Regions from separate parts of the Danio rerio genome. Here regions 1 and 3 are each linked to region 2. Evidence: chromatin contacts called from public HiChIP or PLAC-seq and Micro-C data. All regions are on one chromosome and are shown on one strand. Each heading gives the region's core, a stretch centred on a gene start, on an enhancer-like site or on the middle of the called end of the contact. The rest is flanking DNA. Distances are from core to core; before and after follow the strand shown. Region 1 holds the start of mat2b (methionine adenosyltransferase 2 non-catalytic beta subunit methionine). Region 2 holds the start of clk4b (CDC-like kinase 4b). Region 3 holds the start of zgc:165573.

What was found. Hi-C and Micro-C count contacts between places; a contact is called where the count stands out from the background. HiChIP or PLAC-seq counts read pairs in DNA pulled down with a chosen protein or histone mark.
Region 1: a contact with region 2 is called in an H3K4me3 HiChIP or PLAC-seq map of embryo, with 2.4 times the contacts expected there. The contact joins the promoter of mat2b here to the promoter of clk4b in region 2. A contact is called at or near these places in 2 of 4 datasets of contacts at active chromatin or transcription factors (caudal fin and embryo).
Region 3: a Micro-C map of caudal fin shows a contact between it and region 2, with 3 times the contacts expected there. The contact joins the promoter of zgc:165573 here to the promoter of clk4b in region 2. A contact is called at or near these places in 2 of 18 Hi-C or Micro-C datasets (caudal fin and hematopoietic stem cells).

What each region holds. Positions count from the first base shown.
Region 1 is chr21:34,766,574-34,769,481 of GRCz12tu, reverse strand. mat2b (methionine adenosyltransferase 2 non-catalytic beta subunit methionine) reads left to right here and starts at 1,394. Exons shown (of 7, transcript NM_001013474.2): 1 at 1,394-1,532. The coding sequence starts at 1,503. trnav-aac (transfer RNA valine (anticodon AAC)) reads left to right here and starts at 948; the gene lies at 948-1,020. It overlaps trnav-cac (transfer RNA valine (anticodon CAC)), which reads left to right and starts at 131; the gene lies at 131-203. All of the region lies in intron 1 of LOC100333843 (a long non-coding RNA gene), which reads right to left.
Region 2 is chr21:34,974,504-34,977,331 of GRCz12tu, reverse strand. It overlaps clk4b (CDC-like kinase 4b), which reads left to right and starts at 1,376. Exons shown (of 13, transcript NM_001329908.1): 1 at 1,376-1,482.
Region 3 is chr21:34,720,724-34,723,423 of GRCz12tu, reverse strand. zgc:165573 reads left to right here and starts at 1,399. Exons shown (of 3, transcript NM_001098766.1): 1 at 1,399-1,538.

The DNA.
Region 1 (2,908 bases), core at 145-2,644, 210 kb after region 2:
TGAAAAATTATAAAAATGTATTACCTTGCAAAAAAGCATTTAAATACCACCTGCACTAATTGTGAATAAATCGTTTCAGGTCTCTGTAACTAAAGGACATAGTACCATTACTCAACAGTCCTGACCACCAGTTTCCGTAGTGTAGTGGTTATCACTTTCGCCTCACACGCGAAAGGTCCCCGGTTCGAAACCGGGCGGAAACAACTTTTAGTTTTGCACTATTGGAAATCTGTTGTAACCTCAAGTGTGTAATAAAATACCAGAGGCTATACAGTTTCAGGATTGCAGCTACGGGGCTGCATTTTAGCAGGGTTCCCAATTATCAAATTCTCGGACTTTTCCTTGATTTTCACTAAGAGCCCATTTCTACAACAATTTAGATGAAGAGACTACAATGATTACAAAATAGAAAAAATACATGTGATAAAAATGATACATATTTTAGTTTACAAAAGCTATCTAGTCAACATAAAACAAGCTGCTGTTGTTCTTATACATTAATAATATAATAAATAGTGTTAAAATAAAAGCAATAATTAAATGTTTAATATGATAATACATATAACTTAATGGTTATTTACTTATGCTTTTGAAAAAAATCTCCCTCTATATATAGTATTTTTTGAAACACGACATTTATCTTTTCTGTCAACTACCTTTTAACGTGGAGTTTTAACACCCCATCTGATTAAAGTCACTACAAGTTGATAAGCATGAAAGGAATAAAATGGAGCTGAAAAATAGCCTGACCACAGTAATAGACGTAAAACAATATTCTAAATATTGAATAATGGGAACTAAAATATACTGTGCTAAACTAAAACCCCTGTTATTCCATGACAATACCCTGACCTTTTTAAAGTTCCATGATATCGCAGAAATAACATGAGCCGTGGGAACCCTGGGTTAAGGAGCTTGTATGTGTGTGTGGTTCAGCTTAAAACAGCGTTTCCGTAGTGTAGTGGTTATCACGTTCGCCTAACACGCGAAAGGTCCCCGGTTCGAAACCGGGCGGAAACAACTTATTCTTATTAAGTTGCTTGTTGACCTAACATTTTATAAATAATTTGTTCAATTAAATATGCTGCCTAAAAATTGGTGAACATGTTAACAAAACCTAGGCATGTACCACATATCTTCTTACCTATCTATAACAAAAACAATCAACACAATGTTATGACATTATAAAGTATATATATATATATATATATATATATATATATATATATATATATATATATATATATATATATATATATATATATATATAAACAAATTACTCGAATGTCTAGTTTTGTAATAATTGTGTAACGGTTGTATTCTCCTTAAGAACAACGTACAGTATTCAAAACAAAAACACATTCTTAACTAGGACTTTTATCCGTGTTGGGCTGGGACTTTTATACTGAAATCAACTCTGGCTGTTGCAGAACAAGAACTTCAACCCTCGTTTTCAAATACATGCTGAAGGCTTCACACTTCACACGCATTTAATCCAAAATATGCCTGGTTTTAACTACGGGGGTGATCAGGTAATTATCAAATGATTTTAAACGACTTGTGCGTGATGTTAATTTTAGCTTTAGTATTTGATCTGTAGAGATTAATCTGCATCTTTGTACAACGCTAATAAAGTCATATCCAATTCCTACATAAATGTTTCCTCGAAAGACTTGTATTTAACAGTAATCTGTATTCGTTTAGTTTAAACCCGTTTAATTTCGTGGCTGTAATATCTTTCTGCTATATTTAGATTCTGATAACGCATGTTTTGAGGAACTCTTTGTCATTCTACATTTGATTAAGGCATATTTTAAAACATTGTAAGTGCTTAAGTATTTCAATATATAATAATAATATATGACATTGATGATAGTCCTGTGTACTGGATCAGATAAAACAGCTGACGCGAACTAAATCGGAACTCAGCCGCATGAACTGCGTAAAAGTGCGCAGCGATGATGCGCCAGAAGGTTTGTCTTTGTTTGGGTTAAGTGCTGCTGTTTACACTGAACGGATGGGATAGAGATTCTCTGCTCTACATAACATAAACAAATGTCAGTGTTAAAGCGCGTATGGTTTACAGATCATATCGGACGCAGGCCTAATTTGACAGCAGGAGGCTAGCCGTTCCAAGAGGCTTTAAGGACTGAGTGGCGCATTTGAAATAGAGGTCTTTGCTCCAGGATATGATAGCTGTAGCCACACTGAAATGAGTATCAGAGATAAAGAGCTCAGCATACATTTTGAACCCGGCCACGTTGAGCTTGTCCAGGTAAGACTCTTGGTCCATTTTAAGGAAGTGCCTTCCATGGTTTGCAAGCCAAAACAACTTAGTTTATTTCAAATGAATGTCTCATGTTCCAAGCAGGCTTGGCTTGTGTAATGTTTTGTAATGCAAAAAATATTTACAAATGCTATGTTATGCCTATGACATACTTTTATTTTAAATGTTGATTGTGACAGAAGCGCAGATAAACGCAAACCTGTCTCAAGTCTGCCAAGTCTTCAAACTAGATAAATACGAACAATTTGATCTCAATACAGCAAAATGAACGAAACAATTAGTTAGCATGATGTTTAACATTGGCCTATTAAAACAACAGTGACATACTGCTGTATGCTCAGTGGCATTACATTTTAACCCGCTGTAGGTTAATCATATTAACAAGATTGTAAGCGTCTACAATTATGCAAGTCAGTGTTCTCTACTGTTTGCTTGAGAGGAGATTAAAACAAATGGAAATGTGTGGAAAATAAAGTCGAGCAAATGTAATTTAAAACGCATCTCTAACTAGAGCAAGTTATCTTTGGTAATAATGTTATACAAATGCAAAGAGGGACTGTGATCTATAATGAGATAAGTTTAAAATCCACCCAGCTGTAGTTCCACTAAATGTCCTGAGGG
Region 2 (2,828 bases), core at 127-2,626:
AGGTCTTTACAATGTCCAAAAGCTGGGTGTGTCATGGTATGAGGTTGTGCAAGTGCTTTTGGCAAAGGTAACTTGCACTTCTGTGATGGCTGCATTAACACTGGAGAGTACATAGAGATTTTAAAGCACAATGTGTGCCCATGCATATTTCAACAAGACAATGCAAACTCACATTCTACACACATCACAAAGTGCGGGCTGTAGAGGAAGAGGATACAGGTACTTGACTGGCCTGCCTGCAGTCCTGACTTGTCTCCAATAGAAAATGTGTGGTGCATTTTGAAGCGCATTGATAAGCACTTAATTCCTAACTTAAAAGTGATTTACTTGATATATTTTTTAACCCTTAGATTCTAGATTTTCAAATAGTTTTAACTCTCTAAATATTATCTTATCCTAACAGACCATTTAAACTAGCACAAAGCTTATTTTTGAGATGATGTATAAATCTCAATTTTAAAACACACTATTGGTTTTGTGGTGCAGGTCACAAAATAATTAGCAAATGGATTAACAGAAACTATGTACTATAATTATTACAATAATTAATATGGCCTACCCAGAATATATTGTTTCAAACTAATAAGAATCGTAAATAATGTAAGGCTAACTTTGTTGAACTCTAATTTGTCAGAGCAGAGAAAAAGGTCCTATAATGCTCACCAACTCACTGTAAACGCTCTAGTTTCTTTGTGAACCGCTAGAGGTCATCAAACCCCGCCTCATATAAACTTTCACGTTTAAGTTTACCGTAAACAAAATGTTGCTTTTAAAATGTTGTTGTCATCAAAAGATGATCTCACAAATGTAGGTTTCTAGTAAGAAATTTTGTGACACATCCACTGCTTATTTTCATGACATTCTACACAATATCAAAACATTTGTATAATTTTACTTATGAAGATGAAGTCTACATATGAGCAATTCCGTGCAAATGTCAACCTTGCCGTGAAAAAAAGAAATATTAAATAACACAAAACCAATCAGTTTTGTTTCACAGAATTTCTACAAAGTATGTTTTAAACTAACCCGCACACTTTTTGTCACATCCATAATGTTTATTTTCCTCATTCAAAGTACAAAACATGTTTACAGATTGATGTTTTTTTGGTCCCATAACTCTGTGGTCAGTTGTTCTTGGGAAATATAAAGAACAGTTTCAATATAATGTTAACATATACTTTCTATGCGGTTTTATGTTTTGAGTTTTACATTAAATGTCACATCCATAGCGCTGGAATTGCTCATATACATGCACATGTAATTTACTATTATTATAGGATAGTAATATAGTTTAAAAGTAATGGCCATAAAAAGCTGTGACAAAAATATTGACTGTTCACCATTGACGTAACGTTACTCAGAAAACCTTTTCACCGGAAACGTTCAGTTGTGTTAGGCGGAAGTGTTAACACACAGTGCTAGAGTTCAGTCTGGAACGCAGAGTTTCTTATTTCACGACTTGAAAGTTACGAGTGAAAGGTGAGGATATTCTAAGTTTAAATATGTAACATAACACTTTATTTTACAAGTTTATTCATTACCTCAAGGCTGACATTAGGCGTAGGTGGCTTGTGGTCCCCTGTATGCTAACCAGCTAAGTTAGCCGCCCAATGCCAAAACATTTCCGAATAAACTGAATATTTGAAGCGTTTTGTTTTAATAAATGTTATTTTCATTCTTCTAGCTTCTTTAACGTTAACAATAAATTAATCGAGTATATGCACATTGTTTAATGTTGTAACCCTCCCGAGTTGGCAAAATCTGCCAGGCGGTGGCTAACGAGATTAGCTCTTTGTTAACGTTGCGAACAAACTAACGTTACGACTGTAAACAAACATCACACACAAACAGCGTTTATAACTTTACATGCTGATGTTAGTTTCAGGATGTGTACTTTTTGTTTTTAACGAGTCTTTTAACAGTTCCAAGTTAATGTATCGAGCAATAAATATTAATTATTAATTTCTGTATCACTTGCACTGACCACATTTACAGTTAGATTATTCATCTATATTCTACGTTAAAGTTTTTTTTCTGAGGAATATGTTCATATTTAATTTGCCCGATAACAAAAATTGTGTAACTGTATTTTGTCTGGCTTTAGGCTGTGTTTTCTGTTTTGTGTTATAGGAGCTTCTCAGGGCTCTCGAAATTTCAAAATCTCTGGTAACCTAGCCTTTCGAACAGGCACTCTTCAGTTTTTGCTAACCCGAATATACATTTAAGTAGCCCAAAACAGAAAATACATTATTTATTATATGAAAAACACAAATAAATAAAAAATGGCATTTGTTATAGAATGTTTATTTTTAAAATAACCAAAATATTATTTTAAGTCCCTAAGAAATCAAAACTAACCATATGATTTTGTTAACTCACATTACTAGTTTTGTAGTGAACAATTCATCAGTGCATGTCATTAAGGAAAAAAAAAATTTTGCCCTTCTAATCTTTAATTGAGATCTGTAAAAGCACTTCCTGGTTGTTTTCAGTTTATTTGTCAGATTACATATATCTCAGGAATTGGGCATGGCTAATATATTTAACCACGCCCCTTCAATTGTCAGTTTTGACAACAAACAGAAATGGTGGCAGGAGAACTCTGTAATTTGAGTTGTAATAACTCTCCCCAAACCCTTTCCCCAATCTTTCTGAATGAAAAGCCTACTTTCCTATTTCTATTCAGTTCCCAGTAGAAAAAAAACAAGCCACGCCCACTGTGTTCTCATTTAATATTCTGTTTCTCTAGAAACTGCTCACAATATGGAAAAAATAATAGTTGCAGCTTCCGGTTCACAGGAACTTTAACATTTTCATTTGATTGA
Region 3 (2,700 bases), core at 150-2,649, 250 kb after region 2:
ATACTTCAACAAAAATATTTTACTTCAACTGTATATTGCTAAAGAGGTCTAATGAAATTGACTGTATTGTTTTTTTAATGAAAAACTGCTTTTATTCTAACCTAAATAAGACTTTTTCCAATAATAAAAAAATATATATTATATGAAATACTGTGAAAATTTCCTTGCTCTGTTAAACATAATTTGGGAATTTTTTAATAAAGAAAAAAAAAAATCCCAAGGGCTGATATAGTTTTGACTTCAACTGTATAAACAGTTATACACAGTTGAATGTAAAATTAGCTCTGCTGCTTTTTTCCTTAAAATATTTTTGATATGATGTTTAACAGGCAAGGACTTTTTAGAACACTTCTTATATTTTTTCTTAAGAAGAAAATCTCATCTCTGTAACAAACCACTGTTGTTCAATGACTTTCCTTAATTGGCCTACTATAATTAGGCAATACTACAACTGCACTCCAACTCAATTCAAAGATGATTTCTTGGACTTACTATTTTTTTTAAGGTAAGTGGCTGTAAACCAATTTATTTGGGTTGAATTTAAACAAACAAATTAAGGTAAACATTACTAAATTAAATTTGCTTGTTTAAATTCAACCCATATAAATTGCAACAATTTTTCAGAAATCATTTGTTTTCGGAGTGTGAAATATATAATTGCCCCAGATTTTTTTTTTTAAACAATCCAAATATACAAAAAAAAAAAACAAACAAACAAAAAAAAAAAAACAATGAGAAAATGTGTAACTACTGAAATTTATCAGATATACTTTGTATTAATGCATTGCTCAGGTGTCTTTTTTTCCCCAGACTTGAACTTAAACGGTCTAAAAATCTTGATGGTTCTGTAGACATTTTCTATCAACTCGGATTGTAAGGTCTTATTTTCTATTGAAATCGAGACATAATTAGCTTGGCCGTTATAGCAGCTTTTTTTTTTTTTTTTTTTAATAATTGAGTTTCTTTGGCTCTGTTTGAGATCATTGTCTTGCTGAAATATCCATCCTAGTTTCATCTTCATCCTCTTGGTGTTAGGACTGAAGCAGCTAATATTCATTTACATCAACTGAGAGATTTTAGCTGCTGTCTGGGCTTTCCATGAAAACAGCCAACTTATGTTTCTTTTTAATTATTTTGTTTATTTACTGCACACCATGTCACACAGCAGCTTTTAGGCACTGCTCACAGAAATGACTAGGAGGCAGCTTTCTGCAATAGAAACTCAATGGAAAGTGTTGGGTTGCCCCCTCCCCCGACGTAGGCGAGACCCAGTGGTGTCATCAAACAGGCGTGGTCACCACGCGCTGCTGTTTAGCGGTCAGCTGATATTACAGCACCACGAGTTATTTCCAATGGGACTCTGCGTGACATTATCGTGTGCGTTGTGACCAAATCGAGAAGCCCTATTTTGTTCGTGTTTGTTGCTTAAACGCTTTACAGCCGACTTCACAAATGACATAAACTAAGCAAAACACCGAAAGACCGCAGAGGAAGTACCAGGACAATCCGCTGAAAAGAAACTCGTTTGTCTTCCAAAGGTAAAAAACACTTTCTCCTGCGTTTTTTATTTTTAAATACATACGTTAACTAATTTATACATTTTTCGTCTTTATACAACTTGGTATTTAATGATAGCGAATCTGCTTGTTTGTTGGTTTTGTCAAACATTGACCACCTAATTATAGGCTTGGCAGCCTTCAGGGTCTTACCGCCCCTACACCTTACACTAGGGCTACTGTGACGCACGGAAAATAGTAGTTTTCCCTGTTTGACCACAGTGTTATAGTGATGATCGGATGTTGTATCATGTCATGTAGAAAAACTACAACGTAGTTAAACGTAGTTTTGTTTTGTTTTGTAAGTGGCTGTTTTCATATTGTGTCGTGTAGGCGATTAAGATCCTGACCTCTGTTTGGCAGAACAAACATCATCTTATTGTGAATGAATCCGCTGACAGTCGCCTGATTTTCATCAACCCATATTCTTATTTGAGGCAAATTGTGCTTTGACTATTACAGAGAGTGAGTATTGTTAGTGTGTTGGCCATAAATAATAGATTAACTGTTATCAACATCAGTTCTGCTGTGTCAGACCACTCATTTCAGCTAGAGTGTTAGTTTTATTATTAGTTATCAGGGTGTAATGTTATTCCTCTGATAATTTGATTAGACATTTACCCTTTAATTATCAGAGTAAGTTAGTGAAATGTTTCAACCAACTTTGTGTGTGAAATTGTGTTTTATAAGCCTATAAACTTGTTCACCTGCAGTTGCTGGTCTGATTTTTATCATGCACAGTTCAGATAAGTAAACATTTTTCATTTGTTTCAGTAAGGATGAGCTACTTCTAGAAATGCATGAAAGCCCTAGTGTGAATGGAGAGCATTTTAAAGGGAACACAGATTCCTAGTACTATTGCATTCTCCACACTCTTGGTAGTTTCCTTGGTTATTGATCAGGGTCACCAGTTTCCTTTTCTGTTTCCTTGTTTAGCCACCTGATTTTAAAAGGCGGAAGTAAGCTCTTTTTTTACAAATGTGTTAGACTTATACTTCCTTTGCCGCCATTGGTACATGACTAGGGATAGCTCAGATAACTCTGATCATAAGATTTTTGTTAGATTATTTCCAGTTTTGAATTTGGTATGGATAAATCTAATGTATATGCACAAATAATATTGTAAAGCATCGCATATTGAAAA